4 separate regions of the Mus musculus genome follow, and regions 2, 3 and 4 are each linked to region 1. A link is a contact called in public Hi-C and promoter capture Hi-C data. All regions are on one chromosome and are shown on one strand. The core of a region is the stretch at or near the end of the contact, and the rest is flanking DNA. Distances in the headings are between cores, read along the strand shown. Region 1 holds the start of Ubiad1 (UbiA prenyltransferase domain containing 1). Region 2 holds the start of Cep104 (centrosomal protein 104). Region 3 holds the start of A430005L14Rik (RIKEN cDNA A430005L14 gene). Region 4 holds the start of Pramel12 (PRAME like 12).

The links. Promoter capture Hi-C pulls out the DNA fragments that hold promoters and counts their contacts. A called contact is a pair of places that touch in the nucleus more often than the background predicts.
Region 2: a Hi-C map of muscle stem cells shows a contact between it and region 1, with 4 times the contacts expected there. The contact joins the promoter of Cep104 here to the promoter of Ubiad1 in region 1. A contact is called at or near these places in 2 of 39 promoter capture datasets (liver and pre-B cells) and 3 of 484 Hi-C or Micro-C datasets (B cells, CD4 T cells and muscle stem cells).
Region 3: a promoter capture Hi-C map of pre-B cells shows a contact between it and region 1. The contact joins the promoter of A430005L14Rik here to the promoter of Ubiad1 in region 1. A contact is called at or near these places in 1 of 39 promoter capture datasets (pre-B cells) and 1 of 484 Hi-C or Micro-C datasets (CD4 T cells).
Region 4: a contact with region 1 is called in a promoter capture Hi-C map of neutrophils, with 4 times the contacts expected there. The contact joins the promoter of Pramel12 here to the promoter of Ubiad1 in region 1. A contact is called at or near these places in 5 of 39 promoter capture datasets (cranial neural crest, frontonasal cranial neural crest, liver and 2 more).

What each region holds. Positions count from the first base shown.
Region 1 is chr4:148,443,286-148,446,124 of GRCm38.p6, forward strand. Ubiad1 (UbiA prenyltransferase domain containing 1) reads right to left here and starts at 1,475. Exons shown (of 2, transcript NM_027873.3): 1 at 643-1,475. The coding sequence starts at 1,165. It also overlaps the pseudogene Gm23303.
Region 2 is chr4:153,974,119-153,976,957 of GRCm38.p6, forward strand. It overlaps Cep104 (centrosomal protein 104), which reads left to right and starts at 1,443. Exons shown (of 22, transcript NM_177673.2): 1 at 1,443-1,479. Dffb (DNA fragmentation factor, beta subunit) reads right to left here and starts at 963. Exons shown (of 7, transcript NM_007859.4): 1 at 749-963; 2 at 451-577. The coding sequence starts at 871.
Region 3 is chr4:153,955,895-153,958,733 of GRCm38.p6, forward strand. It overlaps A430005L14Rik (RIKEN cDNA A430005L14 gene), which reads left to right and starts at 1,343. Exons shown (of 4, transcript NM_175287.4): 1 at 1,343-1,428. The coding sequence starts at 1,414.
Region 4 is chr4:143,411,085-143,413,923 of GRCm38.p6, forward strand. Pramel12 (PRAME like 12) reads left to right here and starts at 1,342. Exons shown (of 5, transcript NM_172877.3): 1 at 1,342-2,007.

The DNA of each region.
Region 1 (2,839 bases), core at 225-2,724:
TTAAATATGTTTGTCAGGCACCCAACATGGGTGCTGGGAACAGAACATGGGTCCTCTATAAAAGCAGTTTTATATATAGTGCAGTTGAGTTTCCCACCTTTGGGGAAATCACAGGGGTCAGCATATTGGAGTACAATAGAGAAGTCTTGGCCAGGAAAACCACCTTTGAGATCATGGCATCTCCCTTGCCAGGTAAGTATGAACATTTATTTATTTCTGTATTTTATGTACATGAATGCTCTGTTTGCACTGTAAGCCTGCATGCCAGAAGAGGGAATCAGATCCCATTACAGATGGCTGTGAGCCACCATGTGGTTGCTGGGAATTGAACTCAGGACCTGTGGAAGAGCAGCCTGTGCTCTTAACCACTAAGCCAACTGTAGGGGGGTCTCCAGCCCACAGTAAGAGATCTTAAAGGCTAAGCCATGTCTCCATCGGGGGAGCAGTGTTCATAATCCACTGCCAAACCAGTATTTTCACAACTTAAGGTTTCAAAGTATCCACGATACACACATTTTGGATTTCCAGTCAAGTGGCCTACTTTAGTAAGGCGTCTTTGACACGTCTACCATTCCTATGGAAGGTAGCAGTTTCCAGTTTAGGCAACTGGGACCTTAGAGCAGGAAACAGGCCAATTCTTACCTCCTGTGTAGAGAAAGGAGCCAGACAGGCCTCCGAAGTAGATGAGAGCCAAGTGTTCCAATTTCAGAGCGGACAGGTAGTAGAGGCAAGCAGCACAGACGCAGCCCAAGGTGTAGAGGAAGACTCCAAATCGAACAACATCCTGGGGCTCCAGAATTCTGTCCACCAAAGTTCTGTCATCACTCTTTTTGTGGTCAATGCCCTTGGAAAAGTCATAGTATGTGTTGACCAAATTGCCGGCCCCGTGTACAGCCAGGACAGCCACTGCACAACCCAACAACAGCCTGGGATCCAGGACACCCTGAGACCTGTAGGCCAAGGCACTGCCCAGGGCCACAGGGGTGAGTGAGGCACTGAAGCTCCAGGGCCTCAGGGCCAACACGTAGGAGGCGCACTTGTGCCTCCAGGATCGTTCGGGAAGCCTGTCCTGCTCGGGCCATTCGTTCTTCTGCGGGTCCCCGACCTTGGCTGTCTCTCCTGCCAGGATATTAATCTTCTCCCCCGGGGCCTGTACCGCAGCCATGGAAGCTACACGTGGCTAAAGTCAATTCTAAAAGTGAGCCACTCAAGGGGACCGCCCCAGGACGGAGACAGGCGGGACAGCCTGGCCTGACCTTTCTCTGGTTCCGCCCCCGGTCAGGGTTTGGGAGGCGGGGAAAACTGAAGACAGCAACCAGGCCATGCACCGCCACGGGGCCAGCGGCGCTGCCCGCCCACCTGTCACCTGAGCGAAGCCTGTCTGGGGTCGCTTCCCCCGTGCCACAACTCAATAACCCGCCTCAGCCCGCAACCCCTATCGGGCGGACGGCGCCGCCATCTTGTGCGTCGGCCTCAGGAGGCCGGCCCGGAAACTCGGACCTGGGGCGGGCAGGGCCCGGTGAAGGCCGGCGAGGGGCGTGGTCGGAGAGGGGTGTGGTCAAAGGCCAGAGCCCAGGTTCAACAAATTAGCTAAAAGCAAGTCACTGGAAAGAAGCAGCTGTTTAGCCCTCCTGGGATTTCAGGGCGTGTCGCTTTGCGTTATACTGGGCAGGTTCACTTACTGAAATAAGAAATAAGACTCATTTGTGGTTACCCCAATACATCCTACGTTGAAAGTATTGTGCGCATTGCTGGGCTGGTGGTGCATCCTTATGGCCCTAGAACTTGGGAGACGACGACAGGAAGAGAATTCAAGGACATCCCTTATTATATAGTGAGTTTGAAGCCAACTCAAGCTTCGTGAGATTATCTTTTTGTTTGGTTTTCGGTTTTCAAGACAAAGTTTCTCAGTGTATGTAGCCCTGGCTGTCCTGGAACTCACGCTGTAGACCAGGCTGGCCACGAACTCAGATTTACCTGCCTCTGCCTCCCAGGAGCTGAGTAAGATTAAAGGTGTGTGCCACCACCACCCTGCAAAAAGGAGATGGAGAAGAGGGAAGGGAAGGAGAAAGGAAAGGAAATGGAAGGGAAGAGAGGAGAGACCGAAAGAAGAAAAGAGAAGTGTTCATAAGCCAAGAGCTTGGAAAAGAAAATGCGGTACTATGTGATGGAACATGTATGTATAGCTGGAAGAAAAAGAAGTAGGAAGCTTTCTGTGTACTAAGATGTAAAGACCTACATGGTTTTTTGCTTTGTTTCTGGAGACAGGGCCAGGACTGATGGCTCAGCGGTTAAGAGCATTAGCTGCCCTTCCAAAGAACAGGGTTTGATTCCTAGCACCCCCAAGAGCTCACAACTGCTTGTATCTCCAGTTCCAGGGGATCTGACCCCCTATTCTGGCCTTTAAAGGCACCAGGCATGCATACATGCAAGAAGATCACACTAGATATACATATATACAGGCAAAACACCTATTCATAAAAAATCCAATAATAAAATGGCAGGGGCCTATATAGCTCAGGCTGGCTAGAAATTGGCAATGTAGCCCATAATGACCTTGAAATTTTGATCCAACCTTGAATCTCCTCCAACTCCCTGAGTGCTGGAATTACAAGCATTCACCCACACTTGGTTTTATGGGGTGCTGGGGATTCCACATGCTAGGCAGATAATCTACTATCTGAGCTACATCCCAACCCTACACCCTGCAGGCTTTTGTGAACATCCTAACGTGGGAACTGCCCCTGAGTCCTGTGAAAGAACAGCTGGTACTCAACGAGAGTTGAAATGTTGGAGGGAGGGGATGCTGCGATGGGGATGTAAAGTGAATTTTAAAAAA
Region 2 (2,839 bases), core at 193-2,692, 5.5 Mb after region 1:
CAACAGTGAATGGAACCAAGACCTGCCCTGCCCTGCCCTGCCCTGCCCTGCCCTGCCCTGCCCTGCCCTGCCCTGCCCTGCCCAGCCCAGCCCAGCCCAACCCAGCACAGCACAGCACAGCACAGCACACCACAGCACAGCACAGCACAGCACACCACAGCACAGCACAGCACACCACAGCACAGCACAGCACAGCACAGCACAGCACAGCACAGCACACCACAGCACAGCACAGCACACCACAGCACAGCACAGCACAGCACAGCAGCACCGACCCCAGTCTCAATCCTTCCCTTGCCCTTGGCAGTTTCAAAATTAAAATCAAAGTTCTTCAGCAAAAGCTTTTGGCATTCAGAGCCTTTAACCAGATCTTCTGGGTTCCTGCCCGGGCCCCTCGACGAGGCTTTAAACCGTGTAGGTCCCTCCCATCTCCAAAGTGTTCCTACTCACAGCCATGCCAGGTCTCGCCAGCGGTGAGCAATAGGAGCTCAGCGTCGTTGGGAAGGCCCGGGAAGCAGTCGTCCGTCACCTCCGTGCCATCTTCGTACAGGCACAGCCGGGAACCGGGCATCGGGAGCTGGAGGACAAGAAGATCAGCTTGTCCCACAACAGTCTTGGCTTCCAGACAGCCAGCTCTGCGTACTGTAGAAGCCTAGCGCCTGTCCAAGCCCACCCAAGAGGATGGAAATCGTAGGGGTGGAAGCCAAGGTGCCCGCCGCGCAGTGCTTGCCCGGAATGCAAGACCCACCTGGAAGCGGACGCAGCCCTTACGCAGCAGCTCCTGGCAGCTCCGGGCCGCCACGCCGAACTTGCAGGCGCTATGTAGGGCTCGCAACTTGACGCATTTGGGTTGGCGGAGCACCGCGCACATTGCAGGGCTGCGGTACCGTAGCGACACTGGACTTGTAACGTTCCTGCCCGGAACTGTGGTGCGTAGACGCGGCCCGGAACTCTTTTCTCTACGTAGGTAGGTGCAACCGGAAACGTCCGACTGCAGGACCTGTCCCCAGCCAGAATCCTCGAGGCCTGGATGCGCACGCAGGCGCCGGCGGGCGGACGCGCAGGCGTACCGCGCGGGCCGGCCTGGTTGCTATGGGAGCGCAGCTGCGGCCCGGGCCCTGGGCAGAGGCAGCCCGGGCTGCTCCTCTGCTGCCCTCCTCAGAGGCCCGGGGTGGGGGCGGCTGGACCGAGACCCCTCCGAAGATAGCGGAGGCCGACATCGCAGCGGCCCCGCCTGGTCGTTTCCGCGGCGCTCTGTGACCCTGCGTGGCCTCGGTCTTCGGCAGGCACCCGGGGCGGAGGCTCCCTGACACCTGGCCTTGGAGGGACTGCGCGGCCAGTGCCTGTTCCAGGCCTCCCTGCAGCGCATCTCAGCCTTCGTGTCCGGAATCGGATTCGAGCCCCGCCTTGTCCTCGTCTGCATGCGTTACTGAACAGGAGCAGTTGCCACGAGACTAAAGACTGTAGCTCTGGCTCCGGGTAGGCTACACTTCGATCCGTGTCGTTTGGGGGTTTTGTTTGTTCGCTGGGTTTGGTTTGTTGTGCTTTTTAAGCGTTAAGATTCTCTAAAGCACTCTCAGTCCTTAAAATTACTTGGCCCCAGATCATTACTTAATATTGTAACATTTACGTTTTCTTGAAAAGAAAACTGGAAACACTTTTCATATCCTTGTAACAAAATGTTTGGAAGTTGCTACATTGAGTTCGGGTTTCTGGTTGGAAAGATGACAGGGTAAGTTCATAACCAAAAATAGAAGAGTTGGGGCTTAGTTTATAAGCAATGCTAGGGTAAATGTCAATTGACACTGCTGGCTGTGGCTGCCCTAGTGGCAGCTGGAACACCAGCCGCCTGTGGTAACCAGCTAGTAACACAGCATTGCACAGATCCAGATCTGTGGTGGGCTTTGTGAGGCGGGAAGGAACAGGAGGTGGAAGGGCTCCAGTGAGTGCATCGGCTGAAAATGTACATTTTGTAGATGTCCTTATTGAGGCCCCAGTGTTTTGGCCACGCTGCCCCCACAGCCCTCCTGCAGGGATCTTCAGTACCCGTACTTTGTTTTAGTTTTATTGGGCATACACTTGTATCTGCTGTTAACATTCTGTTCTATGCACCACAGAGACGAGGTAGACAGACCTGATTTTTGTTTGTTTGTTTGTTTGCTTGCTTGTTTTTTGGTTTTTGTTTTTTTTTTTTTTTTTTTGAGACTGTCTCACTGTGTAGCCCTAGAACTACTACATATAGACCATACTGACCTCAAACTCCGAGATCCTCCAAGTTCTGGGATCAAAGGCATGCACTACCACACCTGACACGGGCTCTTGAAGACACAGGGTCTGGTCAAGGCACTGGAGAAGTTCGTTAGATTTGACTATTCTCTAGAATTCAAGTCATAACCGGGCATAGTGTCACATACCTTTAATCCTAGTACTTGGGATGCAGAGGCAGGAGAATCTCTGTGAGTTTGAGGCCAGTCTAGACTACATAACAAGTTCTAGGCCAGTCAGGCCTAAATAAGAGACTCTGTCCCAAAAATAAAAACAAACAAAAAAAAAATCCAAGACAAGAATGGAGACTGGGGAAACAAGGTGTCCGGTCATAATTAGCACTTCTACTCCTACAATGGGGCTGCCTAGGGTTTTAAAATTAAGACCTGGAGAGGGGTGATCAAAGTTGGATTTAAAGAATGTTTGTCTTGACAGGAGCATAGGTTGAACGGGCAGTTGTACCCATCTGGAATAGAGATAAGGAAGAAGGGTGGAATCCAGTAATCCTTCATACCGTGCTGCCCTCTTGTGCTAAAGGGGAGGATGGTGGTTGAGGGAGATCAGCTCGGGGTTC
Region 3 (2,839 bases), core at 93-2,592, 5.5 Mb after region 1:
CCCAAAGCCTAATCTCCCAGCAGCCTGATCCATCCATCTGTAATACTTAGAGGGGCTTTTCTAAAGACAGAGGAGCCTGTGCAGCTCTGCAGTGCAGACGGTATCTTTACATGCTTGTCTCCTTTTTATTGCACTGAAGAGAGGAGTGGGCTTGGAGAGAGGAGCAGGCTTGGAGAGAGAGAGGAGTGGGCTTGGAGAGAGCTGGTCAGGCAGAGCAGAGGACAAGGACTTCCAGGATGTAAGGGAAACCAAACCCTAGAGCAGTTTACTCTCTGGTCTCACCCTTAAGATGTCAAAACAGTGATGTCTGTCTGGTTCATTTTGTGAGTTCTGCGACCAGGGTTACCTGTCCAGGCTGTCCAGCAGGACCAGAGGCTGAGGCCAAAGGTTTCATGTGTATTTGAAGCTAATTATAATATTTATCATCATTATTATTGATGTGTTTATAAAAAGATAAAGACAGAAAGAATATGTCCTATAGGGGTGTGGTGAGGTTTAGAGGAAGGGAATGTCTCAGCGGGCCCATGCTGAGGCATCCCTTCCTCCTGAGGGAGCAGCCACACGATGGTATAGTATAGAATAGAGTTTATTCAAGGTAGACAGGAGTTAAGAGGGTAATTGAGGCAGAGAAAGGCAGAGAGAGGGAGAGAGTAGAGAAGTAGAGGCCAGCCATGGCTATGAGCACTTGGAGAGAGTGGAAAGGGAAGGGAATGGGGAAGGGGAGAGCAAGAGCAAGGAAGAGAAGCAAGAGGGAAGCAAGACTAAGAGAGGGAGGAGGGGACAAGCAGCCCCTATAAAAGTGGGTCAGGCCAGTTAACTGTGGGGAGGAGCATATTGTGGGTGGAGTTTAGACAGAATGCTAACAATTTGTTATTATATTTATTGAGATGGGGAGTAACTCGGGAGTGTCAGTAATTGTCAGAGGATACGTAGCAAGAGTCTCCTCTCTCTTCCCACCATAGAGTTCACACGTGGACTGTGAGGTGCCGGCAGATGGCAGAGCTAGGCCGGTCTAACGCCTCCCTCGGGGTGAAGGGGAACCCGAGCTGAAGGTGGCCTGAGACCCGAGAGCACAGGCCTGCAGCAAGGCAGCCGCCCTTCTCAAACATGGCGGCGACGGGGGTCCCAGGGATGTGCCCTTCCCAAACATGGCGGCCAAAACGGGCGGGCCTCCGCGCGAAGGAGACGTCCCTTTCCCAGCGTGGCGGGAACCTTGCCCAGCTTCCGGCGCTCCGCCCGCGGCTCGCCGTCCGTCGGGGAGGCGCGCGCTGCCCGCTCTGCACGCGGAGAGCACGTGACCTGGAGACGCCGGCCCCTGATTGGTGACGTGGCGATGACATCAGACGCCGCGCGCGCGCTCAGAGCCGCGCGATTGAGACTTGGCGGAGGAGCGTTAGGCCGGGGCGCTCACTCATGAGGAGCAGGAAGGTGAGGGGCCCCCGCAGGCGGGGTGCGCGCCGCCGAGCCGCACTCTCCCAGGGGAGCCGGCGGGGGGCGGGCGCCTCGAGCCCCGCCCCTGGGAGGGGAACCCGCACTCCAGGCACCTCCACCCGCCCCAGGCGCGGGGCTCCAGGCTCGCTCCCCGGGGTGAGGGCCACCGGGACCCGAGCTTTGCCCTCGGCCGTGCGGGCTACTGCCCGGGCTTCCTGGCCTCTCGCACTGCCCACAGATGGGCGTGCTGCAGCCGAGCGAGCTCAGCCAAGCCCCTGTGTCGTGTGTAACCTGGGCTGAGGGCGGGCAGTGGGACGGGAGCTAGGGTGACTGGGACCTAAACCCCGGCTGCAAAGGGTCTCTGGCCGAACGAGCATGGCAGGGACAGTGAGTCCCTTAGCCTGAAGTGTGTCTGCCCTGCACCGCTAGCCAAAGTCCAGGCTGACGTCCCTGCCTCTTGCGTTGCGCAGACGTTTGTGTGTAGCGAGGCTGACAATAACTGTTCCCCGTGTCAGTGGTCATGGTTGCTGCCCCTCCCTTGCATAAGGAGACTTTATTAAGGTTTAATAGTTCCCCGCTGTGTTTTTTACTTCTTTGCGCGCCTCGGTTCCAGTGAGACACAGAAGGGTCTAACTCTTGTGAGGTTCTCTCCCACTTTCCGTTAGCTGTCTGTTGACAGTGCAGCCTTGCAATCCTTACTTTACCCTTTGCAGCCACTTCCTCAGGCCAGCAAGGGCCCCTCGGACCCTCCCCCTTTGTTTGTTCCTGCCTGTTGCTAGCACGTGCCTCTTTTGCCTGTTCAGAGAAGTATGTTTAAGATAATTTTATGTTAGGGACTTTCCTTGGGGGTCGAGGGTGCCCTTTGTACCTGGATTACTGATTGGGTCCTTAGCTTCAGCTAGAACTCCCGGTGGTTCTAAAGCAACACCCCCTCCCCCCTCCACACACACACCCATTTGCATCTGGAAATTCCTTTATTCTCACCTTCATCTTAGAGGACAGGTTTTCTGGGTATGGATTTTCTTAGCTGGCATTTTGTTTCGTGCAGGTAGTGATCTCACCGTGGTTCACATACTGTTTCTGCAGAATAAGCAGTTGTTTTTTACTGGTACCTCCAGGATGAGAACTGCCCCGGGAGGTGGCCTGGCCATGTGTTTATTATCCTCTCCCTCCTGTGTCACAAACTTCCCAGTCACAGGTTATTGTTTTCAACGAACAGGAGGCTTTCAACCATTCTGTCTTCAAATACTTTTTTCTGCTTTTTCTACTTTCTGGTTGTCCCTTACATGTATGTGTGCTGGTGTGTGAGTTAAGGCCAGCCTAGGCTACCTAGGAAGTTCTAGGTCAGCTGGGGCAATAAGATATGTGACACAGTTGTGTGTGATGGCAACAGGCTGTGACCCCAGCA
Region 4 (2,839 bases), core at 92-2,591, 5.0 Mb before region 1:
CTTAAGTGTGTGACTGAACCCAATAGTCTAGTGCTGTGGCAGGTCTCCTTACCTATGAGCCATTTCACCCACCCCACAGCCCCCACTCTCTATTGCATGTTCTCTAGCCAGTGTGCTGGCTGACACTTTCTGAAGCATCTTCTACCTTCTGGAAAACCTAATGTGGAAAACCTTTGTTCTCAAAGGCAAGTTTCTTCATCGTTTGAGAGTAAGGGTCTATATAGCCTGGGCCGGCAATGAAGCTTGGGGAAAAATGACTTTGAACTGATCCTCCTAACTCTTAACTTTTTAGTTCTGAGATTACAAGTATGCCCCACAGTGTCTGTCTGGTGCATGCAGTGCTTGCTGGACAGTGCACCTTTGAGAATACTGGGCAGCAACTGTTCTATAAACTGAGCTTTCTTCCCAGGCCACTTACTGCAGTATTAATGGGAACATCTTCCTGCCTTCTGAGAAGATGCCACAGCAGATGACTGGTAGAGAGCATCCAGCTCAGGCCCTGATCCAGAACATATTCGTAACTTTGCCAATAATAATATCAGCTTTAAGAAATGTCTATTCGTCAGGCACAGATTAAAACTCCTATCCCCAGTGACTCATACTTAGAACTAAGTGGGCCACAAATGAATACAATTCCGCCAGGTATGTTGGCTCACAACTTCCTCTTGGCTCAACCCCAGAGGAAGGTGGAGACTGGAGACTGGCTAAGAGTTGGAGTTCCAAATCAACCTTAGGTACTGAGCAAGATTCCACCTCTGAAACTCTAAGTCTCAAATAAATGGCTGAGGTGCCTATTTAACATATCAATGTGGACCAGGCTGCCACGTTCTCCCAGTACCCCTTGTTACAGGGTATGGCTGGCACACTCCACCTTCTACCCCAAATTCTCCAGCTTGTGTTGCCCTTCTCTATATAACCCAGCCATTTTAGTTACCTGCCCCCTTTTTACCTTTTGGCCACAGCACCCGGGTCTTATGGCTCAGGGGTTATGTCCACTCTGAACTCCCCCAGCTGTCTGCCTATGCTTCCCTTTTCCCCTACAATAAACCTCCTCCTCCACCATACTTAGAAGCAGCCATGTCCTTAGTTTATTATTTTTTCATTCATGAAAGAAATGCAGAACCAAGTGAATTAACAAGAAAATAAATAAGTAAAGCAAATACAGAAAACAAATTGAATGAAGTGAATTAACGCATCGGCTTTTGACTTTCACGGAATCTCAGTTTTTTTTTTTAAATTATTATTTTTTGAGTCAGAGTTTCACTATGTAGTCCTGGCTGTATTGGAGCTCTACGTAGAGCAGGCTGCTCCGGACGTCACAGGGATCCGCCTGAATCGCTCACAGGAGTTCTGGGATTAAGGGCGTGAACCGCTTCCGCGGCTTTCAGGATTTTTTTCCCTCATCTCCGTGAATTTGGCTTTACCTCCCCAGAGATCCGCCTGCATCTGCCTCTCCGCGGATGTGCGCGGTTTTCCCGGCTGTTTTTTTCTTTCTTTCTTTTTTTTTTTTCCTTTTCCACGGAGACTATGTTGTCAATCAATACAGAAACAGAAAACGCCCAGACGTGGCGGAAACTCAGTCATCCAATCAGAGGACGGCTTGTGGTTGACAGGCGGGACTACAAACCGGAAATGTGAGACAGAATACGCGGACCGAGCCGGGGGAGGGGCGACCAAAAAGAAAACAAAAAACAAAAAACAAACCGCCGAAAAACAAAAAAATAAAAACCGCTTCAGGCCGGAAGTATAAAACGGAACCCGGAAGTGTGGGACCGGATACGGCTAAAACACTTCAGGCCGGAAGTGCGAGACAGATACGGATGAAAACGCTGCAGGCCGGAAGTGCGAGACGGATGAAAACGCCTCAGGCCGGAAGTTTGAAGTGAAGATGGCTATAAAAGCTTTAGAGAAGCTCGGGAAGACACTCACCAGCACTTGGAGTCCGAGCTTGGACTGACTGCCTGGGCCTGCTGGGATTCTGAGTTCTGCCATCAGTTCTTGTTTCTGGTAAGTCAGTCACCTCCAGAAGGGCACAGTTTTGATTGAGGGCCACTTGACCCAAGATGCCAAAGGAACTCTGATTTCTTCTCTTCCCAGGAACAGATCGCAGGCATTGAGTTTACTAATAGTGATGGTTGCCATCATCTTCGACCTTAATTTGCTGGTTTCATTTATTATTTTATTTTATTTGAGGCATGACCTTACTTTGCTGCCCAGGCCCACCTAGAACGCAGATCAGCCAAGAGTGCTTTTAAATTACCTGGCAGTTCTGCATCTGCCTCCCCAAGCTGGAACTACAAGCTGAAAGTTAATGGAATATCTAGAATTATACCTTGGTTTGTGTCAAGTTAAATTTTTTCTTTGTTTTTTGTTTTTGTTTTTGTTTTTTTAGATGGGGCCTTAGTCTAGCTCAGGTTGGCTTCAGACTGCCTCACCCCTCTGAATGTTGAATTAATGATTCAATATTTAAGGCTTATTTTAATTTTTCTTTTTAGAGACAGAGTCACATGCAGAATATGGTAGAATTCACATGTAGTCTCATCATATCTGACTTCACATTTTAAAATTTTCATTTCATTTTATTTTGAAGACATAGTCTTATCTGATCCTTTTAATTCCATCTTCTTAGAGTTTGGATTTTATTCATTTACATTCTTACTTTTTTTTTTTTTTTTTTTTTTTAGGCAGAGTTTCTCTGTAGCCCTGGGTGACCTGGAATGCACAGAGATCCATTTGCATCTGCTTCTTGAGTATTTGGTTTTAAGGCTTTGGTTTTAAGGCATGCACTACCATGTCTAGCTAGTGTTGCCCACTGACTTTAAAATTTCTTAAAGACAGA